Regions from separate parts of the Sus scrofa genome. Here all the other regions are linked to region 2. Evidence: chromatin contacts called from public HiChIP or PLAC-seq and promoter capture Hi-C data. All regions are on one chromosome and are shown on one strand. The core of a region is the stretch at or near the end of the contact, and the rest is flanking DNA. Distances in the headings are between cores, read along the strand shown.

Region 1 (2,866 bases), core at 201-2,700, 200 kb before region 2:
TTTCAGGCAAACTAACCGCTTCCCTCTCCTTGCCCTCTCTTTCACTGAAGAACGCGCCTGGCCCTGCAGGAGCTGACCTTTACCCAAGCTCCACAAGGACTGTAAGACAAGCCTAAAAAAAGGAGAGCACAGCGACCACAATGCTGCCCGATACAAGAGCTGACATGAAAAACAGCGGAGGAGAAAAACACAAACTGCTCCAGAAATAGTTCGATGGAAATTCCAGAGAAGAGAAATCTCACTTGAAACTTTACATGATTAAAAAGTATCATCACAATGGAAAAAAAAAAAAAAAAGTCACTTGAGCAGAGAGGCGCAGGAAGTCGTACAGAGAACAAGGGCAATACTTGTCATAAATATTTACTCAGAGCCTATTCCATGCTCTTCGGAGTGTTGAGTAGTAGTGAAAAGCCAAAAAAAGTAGCGAAACACTGCAGGCACAGGGAAGAAGTGACAAGGGGACGGTTAGCCGGGAGGGTGGCCGCGAGAATGGAAGCCGCTTCGAGCTGTAAGTGGAAGATGGAAGTGTGGCGATCTGGTTACAGATCCAGAGGCAGACACACGCCTGTTCGAAGCCTCACCGGACCCCTCCGCCAGTTCTGAGTTGGGTCTATGAGTCATCTATCCGTAAAACACAAGGTGCCGCTCGGAGTCGTGGGAGTTCAAGGAGATAAAGCCATGGAAAAGAACGCGCCTCGCCAGCCCGGCGCTGGTATCGCTCCAGAAGTAAGAACTGTCTCTTTCTTTTGAGTATTTTATCTTCCCGTCCCCAAAGCCCAGTACAGTGCGTGGGGTGTCCGCTGACGGAATCAATACAGGAGAAAATGAATAGATGGATGAATGAAAGGCTGGGCGGCCCAAGAGGGCAGAAACTGCAGGAACGTGGCTCGGCGACGCCCGAAACAGACCTTCCATGGAGAGCACATGCGGGACCCTGGGGAGCGCCGCCGGGAAGGGCCCAGGAGGCTGCGGCGGGGACGGGGTGGGGGCTCCCCGGGCGACCGCGAAGCGCCCCGTCGCGCCTCGAGGGAGCGTCACGCCAGCCAGGAAGCGGGAGGGGGGCGCCGAGGGACGCGCCACGGGGAGAGGGGAAGAAGGGAAAGGAACCGGAGACCGGAGGCGGGCGCCGAGGGAAGGGGTAAGGCACCGGCCCCCTCTCCGAGAAGTCGCTTCAGATGCCCGCGCGCCGAGACCGTTTGGCCGTAACCGCCTCCATCCCGGCGCCCGTCCGCCTAGCCGGCCTTCGCCCCGCCACTGCCGCTACATCGTGCCCTCAAATCCCGCCCCGCTTCCGGCTCGGATTCGACCCGGCGCCTAACAGCCACCCCCGCTGACTCGGCCCGCTCCGCACCTCACACACGGCCCGGTGGCGGCCGCCGCCATCTTCGCGCGCGCGCGCCCTAGCCCCGCCCCCAGACGCCGCGCCCACGTGACCGCTCGCCTCCGGGGCGTGGACGGGGCTTTTCGTCACGTGACGGCGGGCGGGGCCAACATGGCGTGGCCCGGAGCGGTGAGGACTCCCGGGCGAGGGCGGTCGAGTCAGTGAGGGAGTCGGTGGAGGAGCGACACCTACGCTTGAGGTGGGAGACGTTGGAGCGTGACCTGACGCCAGCTCCTTGCCTGCACAGAGTGATCATTCAGTGGCGCTTCCCTTCTGGCAGCAGGAGAGCGGATAGAGAACGTGCTGGCTGGGTGAAGCTACCGCTCTGTGCCTGGCGAGGATTGAGGAGCCCAGAATCCAAGGCATCTCCAGTCACCCGGGTTTCCCCGGGGTCCCAGATCTAGAGACATGACCCGAGAGTGCGCTCCTCCGGCCTCTGGGTCCGGGGCTCCGCTGAGCGGGTCCGTGCTGGCAGAGGCAGCGGTGGTGTTCATAGTGGTACTGAGCATCCACGCAGCAGTGTGGGATCGGTACTCGTGGTGCGCCGTGGCCCTCGCCGTGCAGGCCTTCTACGTCCAATACAAGTGGGACCGACTGCTACAGCAGGGAAGCGCGGTCTTCCAGTTCCGAATGTCCGCAAACAGTGGCCTCCTGCCCGCTTCGGTGGTCATGCCTTTGCTCGGACTGGTTATGAAGGAGCGCTGCCAGGCTGCGGGGAACCCATACTTTGAGCGCTTTGGAATTGTGGTGGCGGCCACTGGCATGGCAGTGGCCCTCTTCTCGTCAGTATTGGCTCTGGGCATCACTCGCCCGGTGCCCACCAACACCTGTGTCATCTCGGGCTTGGCTGGAGGTGTCATCATTTATATCATGAAGCACTCTCTGAGTGTAGGCGAGGTGATAGAGGTCCTGGAGGTCCTGCTGATCTTCGTCTACCTCAACATGATCCTGCTGTACCTGTTGCCCCGCTGCTTCACCCCTGGAGAGGCTCTGCTGGTATTGGGTGGCATCAGCTTCATGCTCAACCAGCTCATTAAGCGGTCTCTGACTGTGGTGGAAAGCCAGGGAGACCCCTTGGACTTCTTCCTGCTGGTGGTGGTGGTAGGGATGGTGCTCATGGGCATCTTCTTCAGCACCCTCTTTGTTTTCATGGATTCAGGCACCTGGGCCTCCTCCATCTTCTTCCACCTCATGACCTGTGTGCTGGGCCTTGGCGTGGTCCTGCCCTGGCTTCACCGGCTCATCCGCAGGAATCCCCTGCTCTGGCTTTTTCAGTTCCTCTTCCAGACGGAGACCCGAGTCTACCTCCTGGCCTACTGGTCTCTGCTGGCCACCTTGGCCTGCCTGGTGGTGCTATACCAGAATGCCAAGCGGTCATCTTCTGAGTCCAAGAAGCACCAGGCCCCCACCATTGCTCGGAAGTATTTCCACTTCATTGTGGTAGCCACCTACATCCCAGGTATCATCTTTGACCGGCCACTGCTC
Region 2 (2,774 bases), core at 257-2,756:
AAATTTAGTGTTTTTTAAAAAACTCACATTGTATACTTGCAATAAAGTAGCACCCGCTCTTAACTATAATACGGAAACTAACCCGTGACAATAGCAAAAATTATAACACCATCTGTTTCCACGGCGCTATCATCTTTTATACGAAGTTAAAATATTGTTCAGTATCCACTACTTTTAAGACATCGGACACGCCTACAAACACGGAGAAGGCTCTTGAACTATCCCACCTCGGTCAACACTCGATTTCACCATATCAGCATAGGAACCCCAGGATTCAAATCTACCTTTCTCACCCCTCCAACCCAATTCACGTGGCCCGATCTCAGACGTGGCCCCACATGGCTATGAGCACACAAGGAGCCAGCATGAAGTCAGAAAACTATGAGAGCAATAAGGCAGAGGATGAAAAGGGGGTGTGCTGCGGAATGGTGCCTTTTTATCCGTTCAAGAATGTAAAACCTACAGAGCTGAAGTGGGCGTGAAGGGGCCCGAGCGTTCGGTTCATTTCCGGCATCCAGCCCGGGATGTACAGCCCCCCCGCCGCGAAAGCCTTCACGGAAAAGACCAGGTTTGCTAGGTGCCATTGTAAAGACCCCCCGACACTCCGGCCGTCGCGCGCGCCAGGTGTCTCAGCGCGCTGCAGCGACGAGGTGGCCTCCCCACGTGGGGACCTGCCAAGGGCCGGCCGGAGCATCCTCCCGGCGGCCGGGGCCCGCTGCGCGGCCGGCCGCGTGTTTCCCCGCGCCCCCACCCCGCCCCAGCTCGAGGCAGAGGGCCGCGCCGGGGCCGGCCTCCGGGTGGGGGTGCGGGGGCGCCGCCCGCGGGCCGGGCGCGAAGGGGGAGCCGTGCGGAGGCCCGGGCGCGGGGCCGCGTCCGGCCGCACCATGTGGCGGCGGCGGCGGCTGATGGGAGCGAGGCATCATGGCGGAGCACAATAAAGAGAGGCTTCTCGGGAGGGAGGGAGGGGGAGGAGAGCGAGGGAGGGGGGAGAGGAAGGGGGGGTCTCCTCCGCCCGCGCCGAGCAGGCCGCAGCGCCCCCGCCTCGCAGCGCCGTCCGCCGCCGCGGCGCCACCCGGCCCCGGCCCCGCGCGCACAAAAAAGGGCGCCGAGGCGCGCGCCGGCCCGTCCGCCCAGCGCCCCCCGCGCGCCCCGGGCCCCGCCGGCGGCCTGCGGCCGGGCGGACGGCGAAGATGGCGGCGCGGGCCGGCCCCCGCCTCGCCTGCTCCTCACCTGAGGTCTCGTCGGCCCCGTCGTGGTTGGAGTTGAGCTCCTTTTTACTGACTTTGGCCGCCGGCGCCGACATGGTGCTGCTCCGCGGTCGGGGGGGGAACGGGGAGGGGGAGAGAAGGGAAGGCGAAGGGGGCGGGCAGCGGCTTCCCCTCACGCCACACGCGCGGGCGCTCGCTCGGTCCGGCCGCCTCCTCCGGGCGCTCGCTCGCTCTCCCTCCCCCTGGCTCGCGCGCGCTGCCCTCGCGGCCTGACGACGAGGGAGGGGCTGGGGCGGCGTGCCGGGCCCCGGCCCGGGCTCCTGCTTACGGAGGGGAGGCGGCGGCGGCGGGCGGGCGGGCAGGCGGCTCGGCTCTCTCACTCACGCTCCGCGCTCCAGCTCGCTGCTCGCTCTCCCCGAGCCGCCTCCTCCTCCACCTCCTCCTCACGGCGAGGGGCGGGCGGCAGGGCGCAGGCGCGCCAGGCCCCGCGCGCACGCCCCGCCTCCGGCCGGAGAAGCTCGCGCCGCCTGGCCATTGGCTGGGGCTCAGGGACGAGGGGGCGGAGCCGCGGCGCGGAGACACAGGGCCTGGCGAAGAGGCGGGAGGAAAGAACGCCGCGACGTACGGGTCCGGCCCCCCGCGCCGCGCTCCCCTCCCCCGCTTTCCCCTTCTCCAGCCCGACCCGGGACATTTGCGCGCTACGGCCCTAGGGGCGGGGCCTCGCCAGGCTGCGCGCAGGCTCCCGGGCGGGTGCGTCACGTGGTGGCAGAGCGGCTTCCCTCATCCGCCGGGTGGCGCCGAAGAGAGGGGTCTCCGCAGCCCCCCAAAAGCGCAGGCCTGTTAGTAGCTTGGCTTCACATCGTTGCCCAGATGTATACCCACCCTGGGTTCTGCACTCAGGGACACTTCTGAGGCGTTCTTCTCGTGAGGAAAGCTAGGTGGCACCTCGTCTTGTTTCCCAGACGGGGAGCTGCCTTTCGGACTCTTCTCCCGCGTGTTTGCAAAGCCCGAAGCTGCCCGGTCCACTCACAGGCCTTTTCCTGGTTCTTAGTCCCAGCAGGTTGTGTGCACTTGGGCAAGTCACTTTACCTCTCTGGACCTACTTCTGTTATGGAATTATAGAATTCAAAAAAGACTGCGAGATCCCGCTGTGGTGCCGCGGGTTAAAATTCAGACTGCAAAAAGGAAAAAAGAAAGAAAAAAAAAAGGACTGCAGCCTCGCAGGCAAAGGTTCGGTCCTGGCCCAGGAACTTCCAAATGCTGCTGGTGTGAACCACTAAAAAAAAAAAAAAAAAAAAAAAAAAAAGGCAAATGGAACTTTGTGTCAGTGGTGATGTTAAAGCAAGGCCGGGAGTTCCCGTCATGGCTCAGCCAAAGGGAATCTGAACAGGATCCATGAGGACCCAGATGCCCTCTCTGGCCTCGCTCAGTAGGTTAAGGATCCAGCGTTGCGGTCAACAGTGGTGTAGATCACAGGGGCGCTTGGATCTGGCGTGGCTGTAGCGTAGGCCGGCAGCTGCAGCTCAGCTTTGACCTCTAGCTTGAGAACCTCCACATGCCTCCAGT
Region 3 (2,700 bases), core at 78-2,577, 150 kb before region 2:
GTCTGCTCAGAGGGCAGGATACAGTTTGGCAGGGGTAAAAAGCACTCGTAATGGAAAAGGTGGGAGAGGCCTTTGGGAGCTTTTCAGCTGTCCCAGCCTTCCTCTGTAGTTGAGATCCAAATTCCCCTTCCCTCATCAAGCTCTCTCCCTCTTCATCCTCAAAAGGTTCCTGGGGGGTAGGGAAGCCTCCATCAAGGAGGAGTGTGGTCACCAAGGGCTGCCCCCCTCTCCAGCCAAATCTCCAGCAGGAGGAGGTTGCCAGACACCCCCCAACCACCACTCCTTCTTCCCAAAAAAGGCAGCAGTTGCATCAGCTAAGAACCAGCTCAATCTTGGTTCACTCCAGTCCAGACCAGGGGAAAGAAGCAGTCTACAAAAGGAGCAGAATCATCATGAACCTCAAATGCCGGCAGCTCAGCTCCTTCACCTTGGGAGCCAACTTTGCTGGACCTCCAGCCTGGACCTCATCAGACCTGGCTCTCCCGCCCATCTGGATGCACAGGACATCTGTAGGGTCCAGAGCCTCGGACCCTGGACCAGGTTTCCCAGGAATCTCAGTCCAGAGAGCCCCCAAGAACCTAGCCAGGGATCTGCCCCAGATCAGGGCACAGTTCCCGCCGGATCAAGGAGAGGGAGGGGTCCAGGAAAGAGGGGGGTGTCAGAAGCCCAGGAGAAGGGGCTTTTTTGAAAACGAAAAAAAAAAAAAAAACTACCAAGAAGAGATCCCAGAGGTGGAACCTCTAGGAAGGGGGTATGTGTGTGTGGAGGGGTGAGGATCTGGGGGAACCCAGGGGATGACAAGGGGACCTGGGGGAGCCGAGGCGGAAACTCCCGGTATGTAGAGCGCAAGGAGGCACTGGGGTGCCTGGGAGGGGGCTCGCGCGCCGCGGCACCGCGGAGAGGGTGGGGGCCCCAGCGACCCCGGGGATGGGGAACCCGGAGGAAGGCCGAACTGAGCTGCGGCAGGAGGCCTCCAGGGAGCCGGCCCCGGCGGGCAGAACCCGACCTGTCCAGGGCGCCCGGGGCCGGACAGCTGGCCGGGGACGTATAGGAGTGGATTTCGAGAGGTGACAGCTCGTGCCCCCTTCCCCTCCCCACTCTCTTACCTGAGCCCGCCGCGCCCGGCCGCCCAGCCGGCAGCTCCGAGCCCCCGCCTCGCCGTCCCGCCGCCGGCTGCAGCGCCCCTCCGGCGCCTCCTTTTGTTTGTCCCTCACTGCACCACTCAGCCTCCTCCGCCCCGGAAGTGACGTCACCGTCGGGCGCGAACGCGGCGGCCAGGGTGTTGCCATCTTTTTGAGGGGCGCAGTCTCCAAGCCTTCACCTCCTCCTCCTCTCCCTGCTGGCGCCATGTTGCTTTGGGGCGGAAGTAGCGGAGCCGGGGTTCGGCCCCCTTAAAGGGACAGGGACTGCTGTAACCTTGCCGGCTTGGGGACGAAGGGTGAAGCGGCCGAGGCGGGGGTGAGTAGCTGCTGCCTGAGCGTTGCTGCCCCGAAGTCAGGTGGCGTGGCGGGAGGGCCTGGTAACTGGTTCCGAGCTCGATTGTGCCAGACCCCTCGCTTCGTTTGCGCTGAAAGGTTGACCCAGCCGGGAGCCGTTGCGCGCGCTTCTCGCTGACCCGCACTCGGACACAGGGACCTTCCGGGCTGATCCTCTCTGCACCCCCATCCCCCACTCCCCCACCCCCAGCAGTCGGTGGGGAAGAGAGAACCCAATGCAACTGGACGAAATCTGAGCAGAGCCGGGTCTGGAACGGGGTGCCGGACTCCAGCTCTATGGATCCCGAGCCCTCGGAGTATCCAGATTGATAATAGTAACGGCAACCACGTTAAGACAGAATCCGTACATTGAAAGACAGTGCCTCCACTAAAAAGAAAAATGTTCAATACGCACTAATATGGGACGACTTCCAAGATAACTTAGATGGGAAAAGGAAGGAGCGAAAAGAACAGCGTTAATCATACTACCGATTGTTTTGAAAGAACGTGTTGTGGGGAGGGGTACGGGTGTCTGCGGGTGTGTGAACCAGCCGCCTTGTCAAATAAATGCGAGAGAAGTTGTTCACTGGGGTGGCCTCGAACAGGAGAACCGGGATCCTGGGGATCTGGACATGGGGGAAGAATTTACTACCGAGTGCACAGGTTGGTTAAAAATAAAGTGGGAAGATGAGAATAATGACCGGTTCTGGTTTATCTAGGGCTGACAGGTGCGTGCTTTCAGCTCTCCTGCTGGAAGGTCTTGTATTTCCCCATTACGGGAGGAACCAGGCTGAGAAATTAGGGACCTTAGTAATGTCGCATAGCCAGGAAATGAAAAAGCTGGAATTTGAGCCCTGGAGGAGTTTACACTAATGCCATCATTCTTGCTTATCCCCCTCTTGAGAAGCCTTTTTGTTTGTTTGTTTGTTTTTGTTTTGTTATCAACCACACAATTCACTTGGAACCTGACACACAGCAGAATCCAGTAACTGTTTATTGGCTGGAATGGTCAGGAGACAACCATAGTGTAGAATGAAGAGAAGCGCGCTTTGGAGCCCAGAACCCAATCTGGAGCCCAAGACTTGCTTCTTCCAGCCTTGAGACTCTGGACCAGGCACATACCTCCCAGAGCCTCCATGTCCCCTCCTGTAGAACTAACTACAATGACTGACGCTGAGTGCTCCCACCTGGCCTGCTTTACATGCCAATTAGCCCCATTTTACAG

The links. Promoter capture Hi-C pulls out the DNA fragments that hold promoters and counts their contacts. HiChIP or PLAC-seq counts read pairs in DNA pulled down with a chosen protein or histone mark.
Region 1: an H3K27ac HiChIP or PLAC-seq map of alveolar macrophages shows a contact between it and region 2. The contact joins the promoter of NUP188 here to the promoter of SET in region 2. A contact is called at or near these places in 1 of 5 promoter capture datasets (fetal liver), 3 of 47 Hi-C or Micro-C datasets (embryonic fibroblasts, epiblast stem cells and fetal skeletal muscle) and 2 of 2 datasets of contacts at active chromatin or transcription factors (alveolar macrophages and skeletal muscle).
Region 3: a promoter capture Hi-C map of fetal liver shows a contact between it and region 2, with 5 times the contacts expected there. The contact joins the promoter of KYAT1 here to the promoter of SET in region 2. A contact is called at or near these places in 2 of 5 promoter capture datasets (fetal liver and liver), 1 of 47 Hi-C or Micro-C datasets (liver) and 2 of 2 datasets of contacts at active chromatin or transcription factors (alveolar macrophages and skeletal muscle).

Annotation. Positions count from the first base shown.
Region 1 is chr1:269,258,080-269,260,945 of Sscrofa11.1, reverse strand. NUP188 (nucleoporin NUP188 homolog) reads right to left here and starts at 1,450. Exons shown (of 43, transcript XM_021069837.1): 1 at 1,352-1,450. The coding sequence starts at 1,383. It overlaps DOLK (dolichol kinase), which reads left to right and starts at 1,462. Exons shown (of 1, transcript XM_001928919.5): 1 at 1,462-2,866. The coding sequence starts at 1,790.
Region 2 is chr1:269,055,246-269,058,019 of Sscrofa11.1, reverse strand. It overlaps SET (SET nuclear oncogene), which reads right to left and starts at 1,506. Exons shown (of 8, transcript NM_001244090.1): 1 at 1,231-1,506. The coding sequence starts at 1,303. LOC102158334 (a long non-coding RNA gene) reads left to right here and starts at 1,765. Exons shown (of 4, transcript XR_001306652.2): 1 at 1,765-2,438.
Region 3 is chr1:269,208,180-269,210,879 of Sscrofa11.1, reverse strand. KYAT1 (kynurenine--oxoglutarate transaminase 1) reads left to right here and starts at 1,327. Exons shown (of 13, transcript XR_002337758.1): 1 at 1,327-1,458. LRRC8A (volume-regulated anion channel subunit LRRC8A) reads right to left here and starts at 1,220. Exons shown (of 4, transcript XM_001928850.6): 1 at 1,107-1,220.